Linked DNA regions of Xenopus laevis: region 1 is linked to region 2. A link is a contact called in public Hi-C data. All regions are on one chromosome and are shown on one strand. The core of a region is the stretch at or near the end of the contact, and the rest is flanking DNA. Distances in the headings are between cores, read along the strand shown.

Region 1 (3,311 bases), core at 716-3,215, 40 kb before region 2:
CACCTACCCACCATCATTTTGTACACAGTTGGGTCTGCGTTACATTTTTGCTCAGCATGTGCCACATGAGTAGCCTATAAAGCCTTCCTACCGGGAATAAAATAAAGAAGAAAATAGTTGCAGTAAATTGTCTGACAGTTTGAAGCACCAGTCTTCCAGTTCAGAGACGTTATACTTTTCCCTTTCAGCCGCTCCAATTACTCCTTTCCAAGGCCGTACAGGTCCCCACTCCCTGCTGAGATGCATGTCACACATGAGTAGGTGTTTGCTGAGTGATGCTTGAGATGATCACTCAAAAACCCAGTGTGAGCCAGCCAGACAGCAAAACAGGTTCACTGCCATTGTTCCTAATACAGCTCCATTTTCAGCAATTTTTCCTGCCAAGGCATTATTTACATCAAGGATAGGAACGCTTATGCACTTCAGATATTTAGAACTACAGTTCCCAGCTAGTGATGACCAGTTTCGCTGAAATTTGCGAAATGGCCAACACATTGATGTCAATGGGCGTTTTTCATACAACAGTTTACAAACAGTGCAACATTTTTGTCACTATAAATCTAGAATCTATATGCACTTTTTTTTGCAGCAAAATCTTTTACTCATTCCTTCTCCCAGCATCCAATAATTAGCTGTCCTAGTAATCTGGAGAGCCCACGTGTGCAGGTCTGAGATTTCGATTTAGCCCTGTGCTTTGTGCCTCATGATGATACCAATGGAGTTAAATTATCAACCCCCTAGCTTGTGAACATACAGTTCTAGACTCATGCTGCTTAGATGAAATGACGTTATTAAACGGTGATGTATCTCCTTGTTCTAAAAAAAAGTTAATTCATTCAAAAATTATTGCATTTTTCTGCATATGTGGATGCTGTCTTTTACCTGATTATACAAGTAATGAAAAGGTGTTCTTCAGGGTGTTCCTTTAGGTGACCCAAACAGTTTAGCCACAGTTAAGCTACCCACCCAGATGGTGTGCTAAATTGGGCTTAATGCAATAAGGACCACTGCAGACCACTTTGTGCAAGCCTTTCTCAAACCTGGCCAATAGATATCTGGCCAGTCCATAGCATATATTGGTTGGACAGATTAACATTTGGGCCCCATGCATGATCGAAAACTGACACCTTGGTGTGGAGCAGCCAGGTGAGCAGACCCTTGTTTCCATAAACTAGACGTGTCTCAACTGTAAAGTAGAGTAGGTTGATTAAATACCAAAAGACCTAATAGATCTGCTCATTTGGAAAGGCCAATAAAAGATTAGATCTTTGCTGGATAAAAAGCCTCCATACTCGGGCCGATAAAAGCTGCTGACAGACTGAGTCGGCAGCTTATTTGCCCCTGTGTGAGCCAGATGCCGATCAGGCAGGGTAAAAAATCCCGTCGGCCTCCATTCTGATCTGAATATTGGGCCCTAGGGCCCACAATCTGATCAACCTGATATTGTCAACTTCATTGTGGGCATATCTGGGAGAGATCCGCTCGTTTGGCGATGGATCTCCCTGTGTATGGCCATCTTTAGTCATCTGCATGGTAGACCAAATTGGTCTGAACGTTTGGAGGCCAGATCTACAATTGGATCGGGGGAAGGGCAGAGCAGAGGACCACATCAAAGTGTTTCCAAAACCTGTTTGTTGACTCTTCCACCTCCAGAAGGCCAGCTAGCACTTAAGAAAGTTGGTATGTATTAATTTTATGTAGTGATTTAAGTGTTCTGCTGCTTGGCAATGACAGATCCAAAGGTTCTAACTAAAAAGGCATTTTGCACCATTTGGTTAATAAAAGGAAGGAGAGACTCAAAGAAATTGTGAGAGGTCCTTGTCCTATATGCAGTGTTTATGTAACTACTCATATTAGGACTAAACCTTCCCTAATTTCACAGGAGACTTCTGGGGCATAGACTTAGTAGCCTGTCTGTCCGGGCAAATAAAATTAAATTTAGTTTCTTACACACTCATGTGCTGCTTGTATGGAAGGTGTGCATCTCCAGCATTACTTTAGCCTGCACCATATCCCTCCCATAACATCCTGAAAGCTGTGTAAGTTGTGCTTTTAACTGGTGTTTTTTTCTGACGTAAATACAATATTAAAGATTAAATGTTGACTGTGGCATCATCCCAATATGTTTCTCACTTTTCACTTAAAACAAATGCTCTATATTTTAGAGTATGTGATGTATATACTGCTTGGAAGAGAGGTGATCATTTGGCTTTTAGGCTCAGGAGGGCTACTGGCTTTCTAAAGTCAGAATCAACTGCAAGCAAATGGGTTAACAGAAAGAAACATCTCTTGAATTTCCCATCTCTGTCAGGCGCTGATACCCCATTTTGCCATCAGCTGTGTGATTATCATTATTATTTAATGGCTGTACATATTCAGCTGCGTGGGACCATACAGCATACAAGCTCTCAACTGGCCAGAGATTGAAATTGCACTGCAGCCTTTAGAGCGACACCTCCCATACAGGGCACATGGGATTGCTTTTTACAGCTACCTGTGGTCGTTTTCAAAGGAGTGAGTCTCTGTCTTGAAAGGCCCAAAAAGAGCAAAGGGAGACAGTAATGAGAGGCTGTGATGTGCTGTGTTTCAAAGTGCTCTGTTTTTTTTTTCTGTGAGCCTTTTATTCTACACCGACTCCCCGAGGTCTGATTTCCCCCTTTCAATAGTCAGAATGGGTAGCCTGCTGCTCAGATTGCACTTCATTCACTATCATTTTGTGTCATTTAGGCAGCCAGATCGGTGCTATAGAAGGAGTGGAGAGAGACTGTTTGTGGTTCCTGTGATGTGTTATTTGAAGGATCTCAGCCTAGCTGGGAAACTGTAATAGCCTCCCACATGGGCCTTGTTGCATTATCATGCCCCATATTCCTGTGGGATTCTCAGAGATGCTGTTAGGAGTAAAGGTGACATCCCTGTGAATGTTTACAAATGATTTTCTGTGCTGCAAATCACAATGTTTCTGTTTTGCCAGTGCAACGTTAGTGCTTTGATGAAAGCAATGCAGGGGGGACTTCCTAATTCAAATATGGCTGACTTACATTTGTTTTGATCAGCTGTGTGTCAGAGAAGAGCCTAAATACTAAATTAACAACAAGGGCAACGCAACTTCCCAACTGTCCTATTTTTCGTGGGACAGTCTCGATGTGACAGCTCAAACCCCCAGTCCTGGATTGTTACTGAAATGTCCAGTCTCTTTGATCTCTTGCACCGAACAGCCAAAAAAAGATACAAAGTTTCTAACTTAATTGGCTTTTGGCAGAAAGTCCAGAATATGTGCCAAGTCCACTTAGATTTGTAACAATTTAAGATAG
Region 2 (3,708 bases), core at 927-3,426:
ATTAAAGGAAAAGCCCTCTATGTAATTAGGGTTTATTTCTAATATATTTTCCCAAAATTAATTTTAAGTAGTTCTGAGCAAGCAAACTTGTATTTGTTTTGTGGCTGGATGCTTCCATTGAAGAGCCTTCCATAAACACCAACTGCAAGAGCGAAAGCTTATGTCTGCTGAAGATGAGAGTAAACAAATATGGCAGCTCTTCCTTGTGTGTGAGGTACTTTTACCTTGAGGCTTTGTGACATTATAAAGTGCAGCTTACTGGACTGAAAAGCTAGCTTTATTTCCCAGTGTCCCGAGATAATTGGATAATGCTGTTGCTGACATCATGGGAAGGCTGTTTCTGATAGGCCGCAAGCCTGCATGATGCTGTTGACATCATGGGAAGGCTGTTTCTGATAGGCCAGAAGCCTGCACGATGTTGCTGCTGACATCATGGGAAGGCTGATTCTGATAGGCTGCAAGTAAACAGCTGTGCTTGTGATTTTGTATATGGAACACAAACCTTTGAGGCACAAAACCCATTTCATTGGCAGTTGGAATTATGTGTTATATATTGGAACTGGCAATTTTTTTTTTCAACAGTATTGCACCTTACTGTACTTTATTGCTTATCAGATGAGCTTTTTAGCACCAGATATTATAGGGCTGGCATAAATGTATATCACAGTGACTGCTTAGTGCTTCTGACTTTTCAAGATGCTGAACATCAGGTAAGATTGTTGGAGGTACTCGTACAGCTCCTTGATACCACATGGTTTATCCCGTGGCTCAACAGTAGCACATCTGACTCCAGATCAAAAGATTTGCATATTCAAATAATGTCAGGGTCAGTTGCCATTTCATTTGCTAAGTCAAGATTGCCTTGGGAGTGCCAGATAAAGGGGTTCTCACAGAAACACCACATGGTTTTACCCCTTCTTGAGCACAAGTTGTTCACTTGAGCTTGATGTGGAAGATTTATACACAACCTAGGTCTGATCCAGTGATTATTGCACCTTTAGGAAGAGATGCCTCTTGGCACTCACTGTAATGTTGTGAAGGTTCCATGCTGGCTTTGCCATTGGCTGCTCTTCAGAGTCACATATTTTAGCATTCCAGTTTGTTGTGTGTGCAGAACACTAACTAGTTTAACATGTTTTATGTATATATATCAGTAGAATATCACCTTCTGTTGGTGAAAGATTGTTCTGCCACACTGATTCCCACTGTTATGTTCTATTAGATTTTTATGTAATACTCTTGAGTTGTTTCCTTTAGTTTGCTAAGCTTTCTTACTCACTCTAAACTGCTAAACCATGTTAGACATCCTGGGGTTGATTATTTGGCCCATGGCACAGTCAGTCAGTTATAATATATACAGGTTCAACATTTGGCTATTCGTGCAATCGGCCCGTGGTCCAAACCAGCAGGTAAGGGCTATTCCACACGGGGAGATAGCCTTGCGTTTGCGGTCGCGGCGACAAAGCGCCGCGCCAGTCGCCGCGACCGGCGCAGGCGACAGTTTTGTATGGGCGCCTATGTAAAAACGCCTGTGCTAACCACACGAGGCGATGCGCTTTTCAACAGTCGCCTGAAAATGCCTCGCCAGGCTTTTTCAGGCGACTGTTGAAAAGCGCATCGCCTCGTGTGGTTAGCACAGGCGTTTTTACATAGGCGCCCATACAAAACTGTCGCCTGCGCCGGTCGCGGCGACTGGCGCGGCGCTTTGTCGCCGCGACCGCAAACGCAGGGCTATCTCCCCGTGTGGACTAGCCCTAAGAGCAGAGAGTTAACAGCAACTCCTCTCATGTTGGTATCTTCCTATTCCATGGCCACCTATTAACTAGTTAACCTCTTATTCACTAGCATTCTTCCACATGACTCTTCCAGTGCTTCATTAGGACTCTCTGGAAGTATGAAAAGTGGATTATGTCTGAACTTATTTCAGCTTCAAGCAGGGAAACTGTAAAATGCCTGTAAAATGCAGATTTATGGCTGACGTGAATGCAGTAATGGCTCCAGGCTATGGTTCTCAGCAGCCTTGATTGGTGGCTTACACACTAAGCGTGATCCTGAGCTTTCATTGTCCAGGTAATTGAGGGCAGGGAGCTAGGACAACCCTTGCACTGTATAGATGTATCAGAAGCTGTGTTCATCTGTGTAGCTAGAAAATATACACTACTGACCTGAAATAATCAATTGTTCTCCCTCCCTCTGTCCTGCCTGCAGGGCACATCTCAGATGCCACAGACCTGCTGTGTCTGTTCTCCTGATCCTATTGTGGAGAAGTTAATTGGAATGTGTGTGACAGAGAGGGGTTCATCAGCCCCCCTCCCCTCCAGAGATAAACAGCTACTGCTCCACCTCTCCAAGCTCCTCTGTTTCCCGTTGCATGCCCTAAAGGCAGCTAACCCTGATCTCCCACAGCCACATTCATTAGTCAGTCTCTCTTCACTTACTGATTCAAACTGCTGAATTTTTTATGTACTCTACGATTATGCATTATAGTCCTGCTATATATCTATATATATATATATATATATATATATATATATATATATCTATATATATATATCTATATATATATATATCTATATATATATATATATATCTATATATATATATATATATATATCTATATATATATATATCTATATATATATATATATATATATATATATAGATATATATATATATATATATATATATATATATATATATATATATATATATATATATATATATATATATATATCCTGCTCTGCCCCAAGCTTACAATCAAGCTGGTAACGCGTGAGGCCCAGACATAATGTCATTTCACAAGGAATTGATACAGGACATAGAACCAGGATATCCTTCATAAAATTCTGTTACAGTGTACACAAAATGTATCAGTACAGAAATGTGTTTGGTTTAATAGTTCATCCGGTACAAGAGGTGTTGAATGCAAACAAATATGTTTTAGGGGTCTGGCTGTGAATGTGTTAATAGGTTTGCAACATCCTTCCACCCCCCCCCCCAGCCTCTGTAGTATGTGCTGCTGTCTCTGGGCTAATCAGCACCTCTGTTCTCCAGAGTCTCTCTCACCCTTTGCTTGCCCTTATCCCTCTGACAGGTATTGATCTGCGCAGATGTCCCTAGTGATGTTGTAAGACATGGGGAGCTTGCTTTTAACCCCTTATCCGCAGAAAACCCCTTTGTTAAAACAAAGAAGAAAGGGTGACTGCTGTGTGGGTGCGACTACTCCAAAGGGTAAGTCCACACGAGCTGGGTCGGGGGCGACAATCTCCCCAAAACTTGCCTGCGGCAATTCACATGCAGCGCTTCATTTTCCGAAGTTTCCTTGTAAAGCAACTTTGGAAAAAAAAGTGCCGCATGTGAATGGCCGCAGGCGAATTTCATTTTAGCCGGCGGAGGGCAGGGGGAAGGCAGCTGGGGCGACTAATCTCCCCGAATCTGCTCGTGTGGACTGACCCTAAATCAGTGCAATGCAAGCAATTAATCTCTTATAGACTTACCATGGAATCTCTGTGTGTGCCATCTTCAACTAGTGGCTTCTGGGAAACACACAGCCCAAGTTATGTCTGAAAGGTATAGAAACATTGTTTTTGCTCAGGAAAGGTGCATGCATACTGTACATACTGGGGGTATTTCATTGTTCTGCACACTTTCAGGGCACAGCTATAATGCATTCCTGGAGACATATTAAACCTTCAGATACAAGTTTGT

Evidence for each region. Hi-C and Micro-C count contacts between places; a contact is called where the count stands out from the background.
Region 1: a contact with region 2 is called in a Hi-C map of the XTC cell line, with 1.8 times the contacts expected there. The contact joins two enhancer-like sites. A contact is called at or near these places in 2 of 4 Hi-C or Micro-C datasets (the XL177 cell line and the XTC cell line).

What each region holds. Positions count from the first base shown.
Region 1 is chr4L:58,994,570-58,997,880 of Xenopus_laevis_v10.1, reverse strand. All of the region lies in intron 2 of gse1.L (genetic suppressor element 1), which reads left to right. Among protein-coding and RNA genes, the nearest start is that of gins2.L, 90 kb to the right of the region's middle. Within about 2 kb of position 1,965, at least 1 of the 7 cell types and tissues checked has an H3K27ac peak or open chromatin away from gene starts, as enhancers often do.
Region 2 is chr4L:58,954,124-58,957,831 of Xenopus_laevis_v10.1, reverse strand. All of the region lies in intron 2 of gse1.L (genetic suppressor element 1), which reads left to right. Among protein-coding and RNA genes, the nearest start is that of gins2.L, 50 kb to the right of the region's middle. Within about 2 kb of position 2,176, at least 4 of the 7 cell types and tissues checked have an H3K27ac peak or open chromatin away from gene starts, as enhancers often do.